Linked DNA regions of Sus scrofa: regions 1 and 3 are each linked to region 2. The links are chromatin contacts, called in public Hi-C and HiChIP or PLAC-seq maps. All regions are on one chromosome and are shown on one strand. Each heading gives the region's core, a stretch centred on a gene start, on an enhancer-like site or on the middle of the called end of the contact. The rest is flanking DNA. Distances are from core to core; before and after follow the strand shown.

Region 1 (2,700 bases), core at 64-2,563, 45 kb after region 2:
GGATCGAACCTGTGTCTTCGTGGATACTAGTCAGATTCGTTTCTGCTGAGCCATGACCGGAACTCCCTAAATCCGTCCTCTTTAAAAACATGTTTCCCTCTGATACATGTGCTCCAAGAGTCTGTAATAGCTGTCTAGCCCAGTCCTACAAAATCCTTTCACTCTCCCCTGATTCAATCTTTTGTTTATAAGCAATACTGCTATCCCTTAAGGGCCACTGACAGCTTTTAAAGAGATGAGCGCACGTTTTAACATCGGACTTGATATTGCTTTTAAACAGAAATACTCGGAATACTTCACAAAACTGGGATTCTCAAAATCAAACTTTATTAAATCATACTCCATAAGGTCTAAGTTTCCTGGTGAGGTCAAACCAAAAAAGGAATTAAAAAAATATTTCATCACATGTTCCCCCTCCAATTACCCTTTCAGGCCTCTACTGTGGAAACAGATCCTTTGGTCACATCAGTCACATCGGCAAGCTAGAAGGAGCTCATCAAGTAGCAAAGCAGACAGTACTCCCTCCTGGGGCCCATTTTATCTCAGAAGGGCTCCCATGTGAGACCAAAATGGTCCATGCGAGTGAGACTAAACATTTTCTTGTTCTGGAAGCAAAAAACTGATCCCAAGGAGAAGATCCATCAAAAATAAGCTCCTGAGCTCTAGTTACTCAATTTTGCAAGTGCCTTCTAAACCCAGCTGCTGAGGGAGCAAGAAGCAGAGTGCCAGCAGAGTTTTGAGAGGTGAAATGATTGCTTGCCTTAAGAAATGTCAATACCCTGCCATATGTATTCAACTGGTTTGATTACCAGCCTATGACACAGCCGTAGGCTGTGCTTAATTTCCTCTTCTTTGGCACTTGGCTATCTGTTGTCTACTTTTTATATTTTATCCCTCCAGGTTCCATAAGGTATTCGCAGCATGGAGGGAGACCCACCCACTGGGCGCACGTTCTAGAGAAAGAAAGTCAAAATTAATGCAAGGCCAAGATTCCTGGCTTTTCCAGGAAGAGAATGGCCAAGGGGGCCAGAGAGGCCAGAAGCTAGAGCACTGTAAGGGGTTCCCAAAACAGTCAGGGTCGAAGTTCATGGAGGAGAAAGCCAGTGGTCAGGAAAGCACAGGTAAAAAGAATTTGAAAGAGCTAACAGTGCAGAGGTTTGGACTGGCATTCGACTAGAAGGAAAAAATTCCTCTGCAGCCTCAAAGGTTCCCCTCCCCTCCAGCTATTTTGTCTCTTACCAGAGCCAGAAGGGCCAGCAGCGACGACACGACAGAGTCTCAGTGGCCGAAGGGTTCCCACTTCCGACTCAGCACCGCAACCGGAACTTACATCATGACTAGGCGCCGTGCCTTGAGGAATCTCGTCTAGGCGCCGGAAACTGGGTGTGTCGCTCTGCGTTGGGAGCGGGCGCGCAAACATCCCCACGACGCATGCGCTGGCTGGCTGGGGCGGAGCGGAAGTAGCCGGAAGTGGCGTTAGGGCGGTGTCCGGCGGGTAGTGGCAGGCTTATGGGTGAGCTGCAAGGCAGGTGTTTTGAAGCTTCACGGAGTATGAGACGGGTCTCCGAAATCCGTGTATGGGTGACAGATATGACTTGGTAAACCCTGGCTCTGCTCTAGGCCACTGTGGGCTTCTTTCTATTTTTCCCATTAGCCTTAGGCTTTTTTGAAGCAGCTTCTGTACTTTTTATAAATTATTATCTGTGAAGCAGTTAACAGTAGTAATAACAGTAACTGAAAGTTGTGAATTCTTTTTAGGTGCCAGGCAATGTGTTCTTGTAAAGTGGAGACGATATACATCCTCAAGGTTGCCTCGAGGTACACAAAGGCAAAGGAAGCGGCATATTTTTTAAGAGTGCAAATGAAAAGACAATTCAGGAGTTCCCGTCGTGGCGCAGTGGTTAACGAATCCGACTAGGAACCATGAGGTTGCGGCTTCGGTCCCTGCCCTTGCTCAGTGGGTTAAGGGTCCGGCGTTGCTGTGAGCTGTGGTGTAGGTCGCAGATACGGCGGATCCCGCGTTGCTGTGGCTCTGGTGTAGGCCGGCGGCTACAGCTCCGATTCGACCCCTAGCTTGGGAACCTCCATATGCCGTGAGAGCGGCCCAAGAAATAGCAAAAAAAGACAAAAAAAAAAAAAAAAAAAAGACAATTCATTGAGTGACAGAAATATTTGTAAATTACATATCTGATTAAGAAGTAACATCCAGATATATTTTAAAAAGTCTGTAACTCAACAACAACCAACACAAATGACTGGATTAAAGAATGGACAGTGGACTTGAATAAACATTTCTCTAAAGAAAACGTACAAAAAGGAGTTCCCCTCATGGCGCAGTGGAGACGAATCTGACTAGGAACCATGAGGCTGTGGGTTCGATCCCTGGCCTTGCTCACTGGGTTAAGGATCCTGCATTGCCATGAGCTGTGGGTGGTGTAGGTCACAGACATACTTAGAGCTCCAATCTCGTGTTGCTGTGGTGTTTCTATGGCTGTGGCTCCTATTGGACACCTAGCCTGGGAAACTGTATATGCCTGAGTGAGCCCTCCCCCCCCCCCAAAAAAAAAGAAAAAAGAAAATGTGCAAATGGCCAATAAGCACATGAAAAGATGCTCAATGTCAGTAGTCATTAGGGAAATGCAAATCAAAACCAGGACGAAATGTCACCTTACCCGTTAGGAAAGTGATTATGAAAAAAAT
Region 2 (2,700 bases), core at 80-2,579:
AATAACTGTTCATGGAAGAAAGGAAGGAGACAATGAATAAGAAAATACCAATCACAGCAAAATAGCTTCAGAAATATTATACATATTAAAAAAATTTCTATTTACTTTTCTAATCAAATCTGACCGAAAGCTATTTAGAGATCTGCGCTTCAACCACTTACTTAGAATATAGCACATCTAATGGAAAGGCTTCCGTTAATTTAACTGATCTCATTTTGGGAATAAAATGAATAGCTTGATACCCAGCAGACAACTGAAACATTTACTCACTTAAGACTACTACTCTGGGCTGTGACTATTCACCTGTTCCGAAACACAGCGTTCGACCAGCGATGCTTTTCCAAACGGAAAATCCCCACGGACGCTGAACTATGATAATAAGGATTACTATTTACACATATCCCTTCCTATACTTACCAAGGCAGGGACATTCGTCCGTAAAGTTCAACTTCATCTGAAAACTCACTTAGATTAAAGACAAAATACCTCGGAGCCTGGCCAAGGCATAAAGCAAAGGCAACGTTCCAAAGGTCACCCATCCTTAAAAGCTCTGTAGCCTTCCAAATACTCCACCGGAAGCAGAAAAGCCGATGAGGCCGCACGTCTGTACTTCTACACGTCTCTGTCCTCACCTCCCTCGCCCTCCTAACAGAGCCATCCCCCTCCCTGCTCCTTTTCCGAGCGGTCCAAGGGCGTCATGGCGGCGGCTGCAGGGCAACCCCCGGCTGCTTGCACACTCCCTCCCCTCCCCGTCGTGGTCAAAATTCAGAACTTCTAGATTGTAGAGAGAACCCAAGCCGCAGGCCTGGCCAAAAGGCTAGAAAAGAATCGCGAATCTGCCTTCTGTCCCCAGTCCTCCTTCAGGCGGCACACACAACAGCTCCGCCGGCCCCTCGTGACCGCAGCCCGCGTCCTCCCCTCAGGCCCTCGCAGGCCTCTCCCCCGCACCCCGCGCCCGGGTACCCCAGTCGGCAGGCTTCACGCCGCGCTCACCGTTAACCAAGACCGGTGCCTTCTCCGCGAGGTTACGGACAAACTGGGCCATGGTTCTAGGAGTGAAAGTCCGTCGCTGCGACTGGCTGGCTGAATGTCACCCGCCAGGAAGGACCTGCGGCAGGACCCCGTTCCGCTTCCAAGGTCAGGCCTCCTCTTTCTGCGCCTGTCCAATATATTTAGGTGTACTGTCTCTTCGGAATCCAGTGGGTCAGTTTATTTTCTTCACTCACAAGAGGGAAAAGTGGGTATGAGAAGATGAGATCAGAGAGCAGGTAAAAAGCAACACATTTCTGCCGCAGAGAAACAGGCATTTCTTGGGGCAGCCGCTCAGGGAAGTCGGAAGACAGGAGCGGGGCGGGAAGGCGCATGTGCCCTGAGCGTCCCGGGCAGCCTGCTGCTCCCACCTCCACTTTTTGTGTAGGGTGCTTTTGCAGCTTTTCTGGGACAACGTGGGAAGTTAGGACTGGAAGGCGCTGTTGCGATTTTTCTAGGCCAACACGATCGTCTTACAAAGGCAGAGGGTCCTAGGCCAAACATGTATAGTGGGGGGGGGGGGGGGCGCTACGTAACTTGTCATCTGCCTCAGCCCATTGCTTTTCTCTAGTTGATCTTTTGTAATCCCCGTCTCCCTTGCATCCTGTATCAGGGTTAGAATCTAATTCCCTAACCAGCCACAAGGAACTGTTCAGATATAAAGAACAAAATCACATTTACTGACGGCTTCCAGTCTGTTAGGCATTCTGGAATTTAAAGAAAGCCTCTGTGTCAGGTAACGTCCCCATTTAAGACTGGAATTGATAAATGTTCATATAGCAGAGTTGGGATCTGAAGAAGTTGCATTGTAAACAAAGAAAAGGCATTAGTATGGAATTAGGCGTCTTGCTGATCTGGGAAGACTTCCTAGAGAAGGAGGTCCTTGAATTAATGTATAACAGAACACCTATGTACTACAGAGTTGAAACTTTATAGTTAAATATAACTGGAGGAAAAGATACATATAGGGAAGTGGCATTTGATGAGAAAAACAGAATAAGTAATGTACCTGGAAGAAGCCTGAGCAGAAGTAAAACTTTGATTGATGGAATGGTTAGAGGTGGAATGAAAAATTAGGAGTGATATCAAGAAGCCAAGATCAGCCTTTGAGTGAAGGAGTGATTCAGTTGCCTGATACTCTAGAGAAGTCAAAGAAAGGCTGGGGATGTTAATTTAGCAGTATGGAAACATAGATCAGTTTCAAACAATTAGGACAGAAGTCAGAGTGGATGAGTGAGAAATATGGCTATAAAGGAATATGAATCAGAAAACCAAATGAGATGTGAAACTGAAGGGAGAGATGAAGCTAGAGAGAGGGGACTGACAAGATTCCTGCTGAGGTAGGAGATAAGGTTGTTGGGATTAGCCCTGGAGTGGTGGGGCCTTTTCCACAGATGGAATGATGAAAGAGAAGTCTGAAAGTGGAAATTCTGATGTCTTTGAAATAGAAGGCAAGTTCACCTGAGTGTGAAGGGTTAAATGGGAGCGTGGGAGAGAATTTGAGGAAAGAGGTTAAGTTTGGAATAGCTGCTAAGTTAAGGACACACAGAGTTGTTGGGTAATGTTAGAGACACATTTATGGCCACACCACTCTAAAGGCTGTCATTTTTCTCCAATAGTTGTTTGTAGCTGGAATATTGGAGCAGGGAGAATGGCTGGGTTAGTTAATCT
Region 3 (2,700 bases), core at 76-2,575, 37 kb before region 2:
CAGTGGACTATTTTTCCCTCAAAGATGCCACTAATCCTTCATTCTAAAGGAGGGAAAGGATGGCGTGAAGGTAGAGTAATCCCCTGCTACCAAAAGGCTAGAAACTGCAGCTCTAAGATGGGGGAACACTGCTGTATGAGGAGCTCACCGTTACCTTCAAAGGAAAAGGAGGTGAAGGGAGGCAAGGTGGAGAGGAAAGTAGATTTTCCCCGGTGGGGTAAGGCGGGATGACGGGAGGATCTATCTGCAGGGGGTAGGGGTTGAGGGTGGAAGTGAAGGAAGGGGGAGTGGCTGGTAGTGTAGGGACCTGGCCTGGGGACTGGGCGAGGGTTCATCAGGTTTTCGGAAGCAAGGTGCTGGAAGGGACATCGGTCCCCAAGGGTAGGAGAAGAATGTGGCTCTGGATGAGGCCATCACCAGAGAGATGCCCAAGAGGAAAACTGCCCAGGAGTAAAACATCTGCCTAGAGAGGGAGGCGGGGATGTGGCGGGATCAAGTCTCTAGGAAGGAGGGAGGGAGGGAGGAATCTTGCTCGGATGAGGTAATCTGTGAAAGGGAGGAGGGGTTCAGTCCCGGGATGGGAAACCCGGGAGAGGGGTCTGTGCCAAGGGATTTGGGGAAGGGTCAGAGGAACGAGGGTGGGAGGCAAACGCGCTCGGCCTGATGGGTCGGAATCCCGGGGTGGGGGCGCCTAGGGGCCCGCACCCCTATATGGGGGCCCCGAAATGGGAGGGCCATCTGCCCCGGGTCAGGGACCCCAGGATGGTCCCCGAATTGGGATGCTCCACAATCCCGGATGGGGGAGGGGAGGGGGCTCAGCAGAGGGTCGAGACCCCGGACCTGGGGGTTCCTCGCCCCCTTACCTCTCCGCTGCCGCCTCCCCCGCCGCTCTCCCCAAACACGGCCCGGAACCGGCGCAGGTTGGTGCCGATGGCGGCCGAGACCTGCAGCGCCGCGTCGAAGCCCGGGCCCACCCGGAGCAGGGCCGGCCCAGAGGAGGCTGAGGACGATGACGAAGACGAAGACGAGGCGGACGACGAGGAGGCTGCTGAGGCGGCGGCCGCTCCCCCTGGAACCCCAGCCCCGCCGCTTCCCGCCGCCGCCGCCGCGGCCGCCACAGCCGGGGGGGAGGGGGGCGCCCCGGGGCCGCCGCCGCCGCCCGGGGGCCCGGGGGGAAGCAGCAGGGCCGGGACGCGTTGCCGCGGGGCGCCCCCTAGGCCCCGGCGCCCCCCGCCGCCGCCGCCCCAGGTGGTCCCGGGTCGGGCGGGGAAGCGCCACCGACAGCTGTGCGCCATGTTCGCCCCGTGAAGTGAAGCAGCGAGAGGGAGAGGCGACAACACAGGGGGGCGGGGAGGCGGAGGGGGGGGCGCGGGCCCCGGAACCTGCCCGGCCCGCTCGGCGCCGCCCGGCCGCCTGCACCCCGCGGCCGCTATGCCGAGCGCCGGGCCGCGCCAGCCGGCCCAGCAAGCTGTATAGCGGGCTCAGGCCCGCGCTGCCAACGCCGAGCCGCGGCTACGCCATCCCGAGGCCCGGGCCGCCGCCTGCCGCCCGCCCTCCCGCCCCGCAACCTGGATAACTGCATGCCCCGCCCTCCGGGAGCGGCATTGCTCTGGAAAAGGAGGGGGGAAGGAAGCCCAGGAGCCCGACGCGGAGCGCGGGTTCCGGGGAGAGGGGGAGGGGCGAGGGCTACGGGGAGGATGGAGGCGGAGGGATCCCGGCCGCCCGCAGCCTCAAGAGCCGAGAAGCTGATTACACACGTTCCCGGGATGCGCTGGGAATCGAACCGCCCGGGAGAGTAGCCTCCAGTCTAACGCGGCGGCCGGGTCGGGGACGAGTGCGCCTTCTCCGCCTCGAGGCATGGATACGAGATGGTTAGCCTGGATTTAACGCTTCTAGAATAAAAGAGCCCTTATTGTGCTTACAGGCAAGACAGAATTATTGTCCAGTTTACTCTATGCAAAACAGAAAGGCCCTCAGTGAATGCGCTTTAAAAAATAAAAAGCCCCTCCCATTTCCATGCTGGAGCTCTCTCCAAAACGCAAACCCGGAGAGATTCAGCTCCCGCCACCTCCTTGCCCTATTATGCGCTCGGGGCTGAGGAACCTCTGGCTTTCGTGCCCTTTTGCAAAGAGTTGCGTTGTGTTTCGCCAGCCCGGGCATGGGGGCCACGGCGTGCTCCGCTAACGAGGCGGCGTTACAACGAGGCTGAAGCTGGGTGGCTAGCGGGGCCTGGAGGGAAGAGGCGGGCAAAAGCGCCCCCGCCCCTTCTTCCTCCCTTCCCTGCCTGCCGCTGCATGCAAAGCAGACCCTAATGTATGCACGCAGAGGGAGGGGGGTTCGCGAGCACGTTTCTGATTAAGAGAGGGGGAGGAGAAGAGCGTTGAGCATTATGATACACTGGGTGGAAGGGGCCCGCCAGCGGCGAGCTGTGTGCGCGGGGTTAGTAGGCGGAGGGGGGAGGGGGAAGGAGGAGGGTTAGGGCCGGAGATGAATATCCACGGGTTTACTTTATTGCGGGAAAGAGGGGAGGGCGCCTCAAGCTAGGCGTTAGAAGCCTGCAAGGCTGGGAAAGCACAGAAGGAAGGGAGGGGTTTGTACCGGGAGAACTTGCGTTGGCTGAGACTGGGGGATCGATACACAGCCTGCAGGCCCCCGGGCAGCCTCCATCCGGCCCTCCCCCCGCCCCCCCCCAAGCCGAGG

The links. A called contact is a pair of places that touch in the nucleus more often than the background predicts. HiChIP or PLAC-seq counts read pairs in DNA pulled down with a chosen protein or histone mark.
Region 1: a contact with region 2 is called in an H3K27ac HiChIP or PLAC-seq map of alveolar macrophages. The contact joins the promoter of UBE4A here to the promoter of ATP5L in region 2. A contact is called at or near these places in 6 of 47 Hi-C or Micro-C datasets (embryonic fibroblasts, heart right ventricle, liver and 2 more) and 2 of 2 datasets of contacts at active chromatin or transcription factors (alveolar macrophages and skeletal muscle).
Region 3: a Hi-C map of embryonic fibroblasts shows a contact between it and region 2, with 2.1 times the contacts expected there. The contact joins the promoter of KMT2A here to the promoter of ATP5L in region 2. A contact is called at or near these places in 6 of 47 Hi-C or Micro-C datasets (embryonic fibroblasts, epiblast stem cells, heart right ventricle and 2 more) and 2 of 2 datasets of contacts at active chromatin or transcription factors (alveolar macrophages and skeletal muscle).

Annotation. Positions count from the first base shown.
Region 1 is chr9:45,659,703-45,662,402 of Sscrofa11.1, reverse strand. UBE4A (ubiquitination factor E4A) reads right to left here and starts at 1,313. Exons shown (of 20, transcript NM_001244872.1): 1 at 1,240-1,313.
Region 2 is chr9:45,705,078-45,707,777 of Sscrofa11.1, reverse strand. ATP5L (ATP synthase, H+ transporting, mitochondrial Fo complex subunit G) reads right to left here and starts at 1,329. Exons shown (of 3, transcript NM_001244137.1): 1 at 994-1,329. The coding sequence starts at 1,045. LOC102167309 (a long non-coding RNA gene) reads left to right here and starts at 1,006. Exons shown (of 2, transcript XR_002335663.1): 1 at 1,006-1,137.
Region 3 is chr9:45,742,191-45,744,890 of Sscrofa11.1, reverse strand. KMT2A (histone-lysine N-methyltransferase 2A) reads right to left here and starts at 1,325. Exons shown (of 37, transcript XM_021062912.1): 1 at 864-1,325. The coding sequence starts at 1,295.